Linked DNA regions of Astyanax mexicanus: region 1 is linked to region 2. A link is a contact called in public Hi-C data. All regions are on one chromosome and are shown on one strand. Each heading gives the region's core, a stretch centred on a gene start, on an enhancer-like site or on the middle of the called end of the contact. The rest is flanking DNA. Distances are from core to core; before and after follow the strand shown. Region 1 holds the start of ckbb (creatine kinase, brain b). Region 2 has its middle 18 kb from the start of xrcc3.

Region 1 (6,525 bases), core at 3,759-6,258, 70 kb after region 2:
GTAAAAGCCTGAGAGACATTTTGCAGAATGTAATTTCATTTCCTTTCGGTGTTTTTTTTCTGTAGATGTGTGAAACGAAGCATATTATCCTCTGTGGCCAGCTACAATGTTCATGTCATTAAATATTCCTCCAGTGTGCATCTTCCATAGAAAATCTGAAAGCACAGTGCAGAGTACCCTCATATACTCACTGAAGCTGAGCTCAGAATAGCTCCCTATTACAGAAATAGTGCACTATATACCGTGTCAGCCATGTTGTAGTGCTGTTTGAAATCACAACAGTACATTTTATAGCTTATATTACGGTGGCCGAGAAAGCCCAGCGCAGTGCAAATTGAAAAGCGCTGCAAAAGCACAAAACACATCCATCAAAATTACAACACAGGCGCAGCAAATAGAAAAACGCGCTGCAAATAGAAAAACGCGCTGCAAAAAGAAAAACGCGCTGCAAATACAACCACAACACAACGGAAGTGAGTCACAACACAACGGAATTTTCCCGGGGGACCTTAAAAGATGCTGTACCAGCTGTATACAAAGGACAATAAGTGGCAAACAAGCTTCTGAAAAGTAAGTTATGTTTATTACCTGTGATTACCACGGTTGTGTGCATATTATTAAAAGTTCTGCTTCACAAAACGCCTTGTTTGCCACTTATTGTCCTTTGTACACATAGTGAAGTCCAAGTTACTGAAGACGCAGCTTAGCTGGTACAGTATCTTTTAAGGTCCCCCGGGAAAATTCCGTTTTCCGTGTTGTGACTCACTTCCGTTGTGTTGTGGTTGTATTTGCAGCGCGTTTTTCTATTTGCAGCGCGTTTTTCAATTTGCAGCGCGTTTTTCTATTTGCTGCGCCTGTGTTGTAATTTTGATGGATGTGTTTTGTGCTTTTGCAGCGCTTTTCAATTTGCACTGCGTTGGGCTTTCTCGGCCACCGTATTATATAGTTCACTGTTAAACCACCATAATGCATCTCACAATGTGGTGTACAGATGATGTATGCTAGAATTTAGAATGTATGTCACAATGCAGTGCGGCGTTGTTCAACGTATAGCAAATGTTACATAGTAAACATGAGTTCATGAGTGAGCCATTCCGAACACAGCAAGAGTTTTGCTGCAGCCTCACAAAAATGGCATCAGCATTCATTGCACACACTTCCACACCCTTCATATCACCTTAGTCAAATCTGAGCGGCGGCTGTCTGTGCTGCCCTTTTAGTCCGATAGAGAAGCACATAGTCAGCAGGGTTACAATAACAAAAGGCGTAGCACAGCACAAGAGCACGGATCCTCTGAGGCTGCAGTATGCTTTTTCTGAAGCAATTATCTTAGTCCTGAATCTTAAAAACACAGTTATCATATAAGAACATCTAAGGCCTAGAGGCTCAGTGCTACTTGCAGTTGCTGATCAGTGGCTCTGCCAGTCCTGCATAAAGACGGCAAGAATTGGACACCATACTTAAGACTAAGGTGCTATCGTTTCACAAAAAAACATGAAATATGATAACAGTCCTGTGAATTTGCTAAGTTTACATTTCAATGTTATTGCAGAGATATAGTGTGTATACACCAACACAGCAAAAAAATGTGGAATATCCGTACCGTATTTTCTGCACTATAAGGCACTTTTAAAATCCTTTAATTTCCCCCAAAATCGTCAGTGTGCCTTATAGTCCGGAGCGCCTTATGTATGAATTTTATCATTCAGGTTGTAAGGAGCAGTAAAGCCACTCTGCTGAAACACAGCTTTATACAGTTCCAGTTTAGTTCTCCTGCACCAAGTATTGTCGGCCAGTAGTCTGCTGCTAACTCCGGTTGGCACTGCTGAAGCAGTTTTAGCATTAGCCGATAACCACGCTCTTTTACCATTAAGAGGTGAGTATTATCGCCCTGACTTACCAGAACGCTAATTTAGCCACTAATGCTTGCTGCTGCACCCAGTCTTAATGAACCTCTGGAAATCTAAGCTTACTGTACATAAACGGAAGCACTTTACTCACCCAAATAAACAGTTTTCAGGAGAGAAATCTTTGTAGATTAACATCCAGCACTCATTTGACTTTAAAAGAAAATGTTTTGTTTTACAATTTTGTTTACTTAGCTTAGATTTTTGCTGAATTGAAAGGAAAACATGGTGACACAGCTGTTCCTTACTAGTGTCGCATAGTGGGCCTTATAATCCAGTGCACCTTATGTATGAAAATAGACCAGAACATAGATGTTTATTGCGCCTTACAATCTGTTGCGCCTTATAGTTCCAAAAAAATGCTCCTGAAGCGTTCTCTCTGAAGTGTTATCTCAGGGGACGGCTTGGAAACACCCACATCTGCATAAGTTGTAAGGTGTTATCTTGTGAGTGAGGATGAAAACCAGGACCAGGGTGCTGATGGCACAGTGATGTGCAGTATGGATGAAACTCCAAAGTTGTGTGTTCTTGATCTATGTGTTGTACATTGTGTGTTGCGGGAAGACAACATAGGAGGCATAATCGTCCACTGTGAACAGTGCAGTAGGTAGGAAATCACATCCTCATTCAATGTGGGAGACCCCACACATATATCCCACAGATCAGTGAAGCAACTTCAAAAGGACCTGGCAAAAGCCATTGGACACTACATACTAGCTCCTGTCCCATGACCATGTGGCATCTTAGTGTACAGACATTAGAAGATACTAGTTTATCCAACATTCTTCTTTAAGGGTACTACTAGGAGTTTAGATTTTACCCAACAGATTATGATGTAAATATATATATGCTATCTATAAAAAAACAAATCCATCAATATCATTCTGTACAGTACACACCTACACTTGTCTCTGAAGCAGCATGCAGTTACTATTCTGGCAATCCATCAGAAGCTTCAAGGACATGACTCGTAAAAATAGATGTAGTTGGACAGAATTGTTCACTCTAGCCTCACATTCGGCACAGCTTCCTTCTTTTGCTTCTACTTACTAAAAGTAAATACTCTGCACCCACTGCTTCTTAAGAACAACGAGGACCGCCTTTTAATCGTAAAATATCTTTCCTTTTTTTTCCTTCAGACAGGGCCAGTGTGGGATTGAGGCCCAGGAACTTCAGTAAGAAGGCTTATTTAAAAAAGGTTTAAATCTTATCTACTGTCTAATCCTTCAGACTCATTAAATCACTCACTAAAGACTGAATTCAAGCAAGAAAGATTTAACCATGACAACCCAGCTAACAGAGAACGTTATAAGAACGTTTAGCAATGTTTTGAAAAGGTTCCAGAAAGGTTAGCCAAACATCCAGAAAACTTGACTGATTGAGCGTGCTAAGAACATTAAATGTAACGTTCAGAAAACATTCTACTAACCAAATTTGTTAGCTGTGAAAATGCTTAAAGTCAAGATATGCCCCTTTCACTTTGTATTCAGAAAACATGTCTCTTGCTGTGAACATGGCACTGTAATGGAGTGCCTGAAGCGATCAAGCTTGTTTACATGCACAAATGGCAGCTTTGCCACTGGAGTAAATGTTGCACAAAGACCCTGTGATAAATGTCCTGAAGTACCCAATCATATAAACCTACATTCACTGGAAGCCTTTAACTGTCTAACAGACAGGCAGAAAACTAAAGAACACGGCCCAAAGCAAAGACACAGAAAAACAACAGCACTGAGGGCAGCGATTTATCAGAGGAGCTAGAGTTTCAGAGCTAGGGGTTACACAAAGGAGACTAGTCTAAGGCCTTTGTTTTGAGACAAGCACTCTCTCTCTGACTGCTCATTAATTTATTTGCAGATAATGACTGATGCATTATTAAAATGATTAATGAAAAGACAGATGGGGATACATTTTCTATTAGCTAAACTGATAACGTGTTTGTTATAAATAGAAGAGTGGAAAACTATTGGCTTTCAAATGGTCAACATCATCAGGGGCAAAAAAAGAATCTGTCTGGGTTAAAAGACGTGCACAATTACACAAAAAGGTCACCTGTCAAATCAACCTTAGTCACACACAGGCCCTTTATGGTACCCTGACCATAATCACAGATGATTTGATAAGACAAAGCTTGCTTTTTAAGTTTTGAAGTGGAGCTACAATTATAAAATAGAAGCTTGTATCATTCAGTGATATTGCCTTTGTTCCACTGCACTGACTTTGGACTTGATATAACACAGTGGAGCAACACCAGCAGATGACATGTCTCTCCAAACCATCACTGATTGTGGAAACTTTACACTAGACCTCGAGCAGCTTGGACTGTGTGTCTCTCCACTCTTCCTCCAGACTCTGCTCCCTTGATTTCCAAATGAAATGATGGTCAGTGATTGTTTGGAGAGACATGTCATCTGCTGGTGTTAATTCACTGTGTCCAAAAGAAATGCAGCTTCTGACAGAAAATCTTACAGCACTTCATGCTTCCCTTTGCTGACAGCTTTTATGGAGATGCAGAATTCATTTTCCAACAGGACTTTTATTGGCTGTAAGCCATAATCATCAACAATAAAAGAAATAAACACTTGATCACAATAGATCACTCTGTGTGTAATACATCTATATAATATAGACGTTTTACATTTTAACTAAATTACTAAAATAAAGTAAATTTTCAATAATATTCTAATTTTTTGAGATGCACTGTTATTTACAGAATTCCTGTAGATAAACTAAAGACCAAAATAATCTGCCTATGTCTGAATGCACTAAATCAGAGAACAAACATGTTAACGGCCATAATCTCTAGTCTGAGTGGCAGACAGTGCTCAGTCTGTGAGACGCAGTGTAAGTTAAGTGGTCAGCTCGGTTGTTTCTTTGTTGTGAAGCGGGGAAGTCTATGCTTCCATCTATCCAGCCTCTCTCTCTCTCTCTCTCTCTCTCTCTCTCTCTCTCCCTCCATCACCGTGCTGTCAAGGAAACATTCACGTGACCCACGCGAGAACTCAACGGCTGCTGCTGGCCGCGAGGCGTCGCATTATCCAATAGAATGAATGGACTCAAATAGCAGCCAATCAGGGCGCGGCTCGGGTGGCGTATAAAAGCAGCGTAACGCGGCTTAGCGCCGGATACCATTAGCTGTAGCGGTGTGCTCAGTACAGGACTGCAGGAGGAGGCAGAGCTGTCACTCTCCCAAAGAAACTACACACAAGGTAGGGGAGAGCAGGGGTCTGTCTGTCTGCATTTATTCATTCATTTATTTGTTCGTTTTTTTAGAGGCGGATTGACACATTTTGTTAATATGGAAGTGAAGTTACGGACGGTTATTATTATAGTCTGTATGTTTTTATTATAAACGCCACTTTTTCGTTTGCGCGGCGTCGATACCTCGAGGTGCTCGAGCTGCGCAAACTGCGTAAAACTGTAAACAGCGCAAACACAGCGTTATCTGTTTGGAGCTGGCGCTCAGCGGTGTGGTTTTTAGTCTGGTGGAGGAGGAGGTTAAATATGCTCTTTTCTCCTCGTCTCCAGTAGCTGCTGTGGAGGAGAGGGCTCGGGAAGCGGCGCAGGGTGTCTGCTTTGTCCCAAAGCATCAGCAACGACCTTGCAGCGCCTTTCCGTTTATCTGCAAGGTCTTCGAGGCGTTTTTCCCCCGCAGGCGCTGCGCAGCATTACGTGCGCGCGTGCGCTCGCGAGAGATGTAGCCAGATTTTTTTGGCGGGGTTTGTTTGGGTTTATTATAATCCGTGGTTTGAAGGAATTTGATAGATGGTTGTTGAAGGGCACAGGCAGTGCTCGCTCCAGACATGCCTTATCGCATTTTAATTTTATTTTATTTCTTTATTTTTGCACCTGACGTCACTTAAACGTAGCTGGAGCTCAGACGTCCCGAAGGTGGATGCTGCAATAACGCGCGGTGACTGCGCTGAGAGAGGGTCGATAACCGGATAAATTAACGGCAGATTCCGCCCCCACGCCCCCCCCCCCCCCCCCCCCCTCTTTGACTCGTTGCGTAAAATGTACGCTTTAATTCCGTTACGTCACAACAAGCTAATGCGGCTGAAGGGGAGGCTTTGTCCGCCTGTGTTTGGTGTGTGTGTGTGTGTGTTGGGACGCGAGACCCGGTGTTGCGTCGATTTGTGCTAACCATCATAGTGTAGCTGTATTTGAGGTTGCCTAACCATATAGACGTGTAGATATAGTAACGCTTTATTGGTGATATTTTGATTGACTAAAAGCAACACATCAATGGTATATAAAGAAATACAGAAATAAATATTACACATTTCTGCTGCGAGGTAAACTTAAGGTAGTAGAAATGAGGAATTGTTTAATTTGGGTTCAATTTACTCTTTTATAGGTAAGCAAATATTTACACAATAATCCCAGGTTGTGTAATGCCCCGTCAAAATCTGACTCCGGGGAATAGGTAGCCGCGCATGCGCAATAAGTCTAACCCATCATTTGGCAGCGCAACTGGACGAAACACCTGAGCTGTGTTCCCAATGGGAGCTCCTTTACTGTTCACTATATAGTATTTTCTATATATAGTGACCTTTTATTAGGGAACACACAAACTACAAACAGTCTTTGTGCCACCACGTTTTATTGTGGAGTATAC
Region 2 (6,110 bases), core at 687-3,186:
CACTTCTAGAAGTGAAAGTTAATGATAACCGCTAGTCTATGGTAACCGCTAGTGGATGATAACCAATGCTAACCGCTAGTTGATGCTAATCGCTACCCAATGCTAACCGCTAGTCGATGCTAATCGCTACCCGATGTTAACCGCTAATTGATGCTAACACGCTACCCTTACTATGCTAACCGCTAGTCTATGCTAACCGCTAGCGATGCTAGTCGCTACCCAATGCTAACCGCTAGTCAATGCTAATCGCTAAGCTAAGGCTAGTCAGTTATGGAAAGCTGTTACAGTGTGAAACCTTTGAGAGATAGGATGTGAATTCTGTTGACTTTTATAAATTATGTTGGTTGAATTGATGTTTTAATGGTTTATAACACACTAAAGTGCACATTCTAGATATCAGAATGTGCACTGTAAATAAGCACAGCTATGAGTTTGTTCAAATAAATGTTGAAACTGATAAAATATACTAGTTGCATATTACAATAGATAAAATAAGAAAAACAGCAATTCATTATCATTGATAAAATATTAGATTGATATTGTGATGTATGGTAATTTCTTACATGATTAAATATTAATGTTACTGTGTTGTTTAAAACGCCAATTCATATTTCGTAAGCCAAGTAGTTGATTGTAAGGTGTTGTTCTAAAATGAAAGAGTTAATGAGATCTCATGTTAGAAACAAACAATTTACTGTTCTGCACTATTGTGTAGATTGTTTTTTCTAAAGCCAGAGAAAAGTTGTGAAATTCCTCAGGATTCTTTTTAGCCTTTGGTTTGTGGCCTTTAAAAACAATACCTTGCTCATTTACAATGATATTGTAAGGACAATTGCCAAGTTTGAGCCAGACAAGCCTTCAGGAGACTTGCTAAATGCTAAACTATGTGGCCGTGCTTGGACCGTCAATTGCCACTTGTGGCTATATATATATTATTTTTTCTGTACTGTATGGTTGGCATGAATTAATGTTTACAAGCTTTACATGATTTTAATGATTTTAACATTTTTGTGCATCCCACAGACCAAAGTGACCTTGTATGTTATGTATATAAAAATGTTGTATCCCATTTTTATATACATAAGAATATGTGTATAAAATATTTTTTATGCCACTATGCCTTCCTAAAGCCCTATTTCTATCAGTATTGAATAGAACTGTTATACATTTTCTAAGACTACAGAGAGTGTCTGCTGTATTTAACCCCAAAAAATGTTTGTTTAGAACAGAGGACAAGGCTATGTAAAGGTGTAGCCACTTATTTTGACATTTGTCACAAATAGGGGACACCTTTGGAAAGATATTTTTTAACTTAGATTTCAAATAATGGAACTTGTGCAAATTCCTGAATTTGTATTTTAAGATGCCTAGTATTCGCTGGGCATGTATTGCTGCCTTCAGATTGTGTCGGAGTTATCATATTTATGAGATGAGAGCACATGAAAGCCACCACAAACTCGTATTTACCAGTGGAAAACTCAGATTTGTAGATAAGCCCCAATATTATTAAAACGTTTAACAACCTGCTTCACATATAAAATATTATATAAACATGGACGCATGTCAAGTCGTATTTACCACCTCCAACCTTGTAAGTAGGAATTTCGAAGGAGGACTTGAAGGCCAGTAGGCCACAGATTATCTTCCAATTCTGTATATGCAACCCAAAATTTACCGTTTTAAGTCAATTGCACAGTGTCCCTTTACCAGCAGGGGGCACCAAGAGTCTATTTAAGCCCTTCACTCAGTGATGTTTCAGGCCAATCCAGAGCAGGTTGTCATTGACTATCTGTGGTGCTCCCTAAACAGGTTATTTCTAATTGACTGCTTGTGTGTGACTGCTGAAATGGACGGACAGATCTGGCAGGATATCACACTTTGATCCACACCAGTCGCCGTCCTTGATTTTGGGGACAGTACGCCCCGGGGACACGCACGCACACACACAGCAGACAGATCAGGCAGAAGTGTTGGAGCGGGTGTGAGGATGGGAGGGAGGGAGCTGTCAGTATCTGTATGAGTTTACAGCTCTGCATGAGGTCTATCTTGTGTGTTCTGGTGGGGTATGACAATGAAAAAAGCATCCAGTGATTAAACCAAAGAGGATTAGCCTACATTACATCTGTTGTACTAGGTAGAAAATAAAGTATGCACTTTATTCATTTTTGAAAATCATTATTCATGAATATGACAGAGCCTGGCTCCGGTGGGGCAATAGCAGCCCTGTGTCTGCTGTGATTTAATAGGGGAGGGGGAGGTTGAGAGGTTGGGAGGTTTATCTGTGTTGTCATGGCTGTGCAGCAGAATAGATGGTGGCACCAGTGGGCTGATTGATTTTTAAAGCCCACAGGGGGCTGATTGGAGAACTGGTTTGACACTGCTGCATCCAGAACAGGGCACAGCAATGTGGAACAACCTTGACTCATCACACACATTCTGATGGTACTTGTTTTTGGTTCGTGAGTGTGTGGGTGTGTGTTTGTGTATTGTGGAGGAGAGGACTGAGAGCTGTTGTGATTGATGAGTAATAAAAACAGACATAAATGGATGGATAGATGATGGAAGGATGGATGAATAGATAGACAGAAGAACTGACACCTGCATACAAAATCAAAATAATAATTTATAAGCTGCTCTTTGTTTTGTAAACATTGACAAATTAACCAGTTAAAGATGTTCAAAATAAAATAAAGCAGTTCTTTAGTTAAGTAAACTGTCTTAATCGCATTTCCACTAAATTTACCCAAAATTTCATTATTGTTATTTCAGTTAATTTGTAGTAAAATTAAAACATTGTAATCATGTAAAGTGCAAACATTTGGACACACTTCCAGTTGTAAAGTTACATAGTGAACCAATCTTAATTGACTCATTAGAATTCGTTAGTCAGGACTAACTAGATGATGAGATGACAGAACTACTAGATGACTAACTAAATGATGCCAACAAAGCAGAGGGAGAGAAATGTAAAATATGTCAAAATTCTTCAAGCTTAAAAGCATCCTAAAGAAAAGGCAGTTAAGGGTAATTGTGAAAGTCATGGCAAAATTTCTGTTCTGAAACATTTAAAACTAAAATTTAAAACTACTAAATAAATTATAGATAACATTTCTTTTTACATAAAGTTATTTTTAATTTTGGCAGCGTCAGATCTCAAATATATCTTGTATGTTGGGTTAAGCCACACTAGCTTTGAATGACTAAGCACTTTTGTAAGTCACTCTGAATAAGATCATCTGTTAAATTCCATACATAGTGACTGTAAATGTAAGAGCCAGAAAAAAATTGATTTGACTTGACCTAACCAAGATAGATGTGCTGCCCAGGAAACTGCAAGAAGGCACAAGAAGTGGTGCAGTATTCTGCTGTGCAGTGATGCTCTTTATTATCTACATGGACAGGTTTATATATACAGTATTTATACATAAAGAAGAAAAAAGGCATGTTGCTACTAACTCCTATATTTCATAGCTATATTGCCAGTGAACCATCTACAGATATCCGGTATCTCACAATAATGGCACTCTAAACATATCCTTGTATCAAGGGTATTAATTAGTCTGGCTTTCTCGTTGGTATCTAACAAATGATTAAGAAACCATTACACCAGTAATAGCAAAGAGTAATAAGCCACGGGAAACTAACTTGTCGTACCTCTTGACCTGACTAACCAGTTCTTATGAGTTTTGTTTATGTTTATTTTTTGAGACATTTCTGGAAGTGTGTTGGTACGTTTGCATGTGGCATTATTCTGCTGTACAGTGATGCTTAAACAAAACATGACCTACATGGAAGTGTTCATATATCCAGAATACCCAATACACATATATACACACACAAAATGAGAATTGCTTAAATGTTTTTGCAACTTACCCCTTCATCTGTATTGCTGCAGTGAATTGCAAGCAAATACGTATAACCCACTACATACAGTTCTTTAAAAATTAAGAGACCATTTAAGTTTCTGAATCCGTTTCACAGAATTCAAAGGTAGATGTTTAAGCAAAAGGAACATTGTTGTTTTATTCTATAAACTAAAATAAAAATAATGTAATTTAGAGCTTTTAATTGTAGAAAATGAGAAATGGCTGAAATAACAAAAAACTGCAAATAATAACTTTTTTAATTTATAAAGGAGAATTTAGGAGTTCAGGAATCAATATTTGGTGGAATAACCCTGGTTTTAATCAGTTTTTATGCATTTTATGAGTTTCTTTAATTTTACCAAATTGAAAACTGCTGGAATATATATATATATATATATATATATATATATATATATATATATATACACTGCTCAAAAAAATAAAGGGAACACTCAAATAACACAATATAACTCCAAGTAAATCAAACTTCTGTGAAATTAAACTGTCCACTTAGGAAGCAACACTGACAATCAATTTCACCTGCTGTTGTGCAAATGGAATAGACAACAGGTGGAAATTATTGGCAATTAGCAAGACACACTCAATAAAGGAGTGGTTCTGCAGGTGGGGACCACAGACCACGTCTCAGAACCTATGCTGTCTGGCTGATGTTTTGGTCAGTTTTGAATGTTGGTGGTTCTTTCACACTCGTGGTAGCATGAGACGGACTCTACAACCCACACAAGTGGCTCAGGTAGTGCAGCTCATCCAGGATGGCACATCAATGCGAGCTGTGGCAAGAAGGTTTGCTCTGTCTGTCAGCGTAGTGTCTAGAGGCTGGAGGCGCTACCAGGAGACAGGCCAGTACACCAGGAGACGTGGAGGAGGCCGTAGGAGGGCAACAACCGAGCAGCAGGACCGCTACCTCCGCCTTTGTGCAAGAAGGAACAGGAGGAGCACTGCCAGAGCCCTGCAAAATGACCTCCAGCAGGCCACAAATGTGCATGTGTCTGCACAAACGGTTAGAAACAGACTCCATGAGGATGGTATGAGGGCCCGACGTCCACAGATGGGGGTTGTGCTCACAGCCCAACACCGTGCAGGACGCTTGGCATTTGCCAGAGAACACCAGGATTGGCAAATTCGCCACTGGCGCCTTGTGCTCTTCACAGATGAAAGCAGGTTCACACTGAGCACATGACAGACGTGACAGAGTCTGGAGACGCCGTGGAGAGCGGTCTGCTGCCTGCAACATCCTTCAGCATGACCGGTTTGGCAGTGGGTCAGTAATGGTGTGGGGTGGCATTTCTTTGGAGGGCCGCACAGCCCTCCATGTGCTCACCAGAGGTAGCCTGACTGCCATTAGGTACCGAGATGAGATCCTCAGACCCCTTGAGAGACCATATGCTGGTGCGGTTGGCCCTGGGTTCCTCCTAATGCAGGACAATGCTAGACCTCATGTGGCTGGAGTGTGTCAGCAGTTCCTGCAAGATGAAGGCATTGAAGCTATGGACTGGCCCGCCCGTTCCCCAGACCTGAATCCGATTGAGCACATCTGGGACATCATATCTCGCTCCATCCACCAACGTCACGTTGCACCACAGACTGTCCAGGAGTTGGCGGATGCTTTAGTCCAGGTCTGGGAGGAGATCCCTCAGGAGACCATCCGCCACCTCATCAGGAGCATGCCCAGGCGTTGTAGGGAGGTCATACAGGCACGTGGAGGCCACACACAATACTGAGCCTCATTTTGACTTGTTTTAAGGACATTACATTAAAGTTGGATCAGCCTGTAGTGTGTTTTTTCACTTTAATTTTGTGTGTGGCTCCAAATCCAGGCCTCCATTGGTTAATAAATTTGATTTCCATTGATGATTTTTGTGTGATTTTGTTGTCAGCACATTCAACTTTGTACAGAACAAAGTATTCAATGAGAATATTTCATTCATTCAGATCTAGGATGTGTTATTTGAGTGTTCCCTTTATTTTTTGAGGTGTATATATATATATATATATATATATATATATATATATATATATATATATATATATATATATATATATATATATATATATATATATATACATACACACATACATACATACACACAAAATGAGAATTGCTTTAATGCATTCACGACTATCCCCTTCATCTGTATTGCCACAGTATATTGCAAGCAAATACATATAACACACAACATATGTGCACCAACTACATAGAACACTGAATTCCACTGTAGTGAT

The links. A called contact is a pair of places that touch in the nucleus more often than the background predicts.
Region 1: a Hi-C map of muscle shows a contact between it and region 2, with 17 times the contacts expected there. The contact joins the promoter of ckbb here to the enhancer-like site in region 2. A contact is called at or near these places in 2 of 3 Hi-C or Micro-C datasets (both in muscle).

Annotation. Positions count from the first base shown.
Region 1 is chr1:69,649,154-69,655,678 of AstMex3_surface, forward strand. It overlaps ckbb (creatine kinase, brain b), which reads left to right and starts at 5,009. Exons shown (of 8, transcript XM_007230924.4): 1 at 5,009-5,116.
Region 2 is chr1:69,582,330-69,588,439 of AstMex3_surface, forward strand. No RefSeq gene overlaps it. Among protein-coding and RNA genes, the nearest start is that of xrcc3, 18 kb to the left of the region's middle. Within about 2 kb of position 1,937, the one cell type or tissue checked has an H3K27ac peak away from gene starts, as active enhancers do.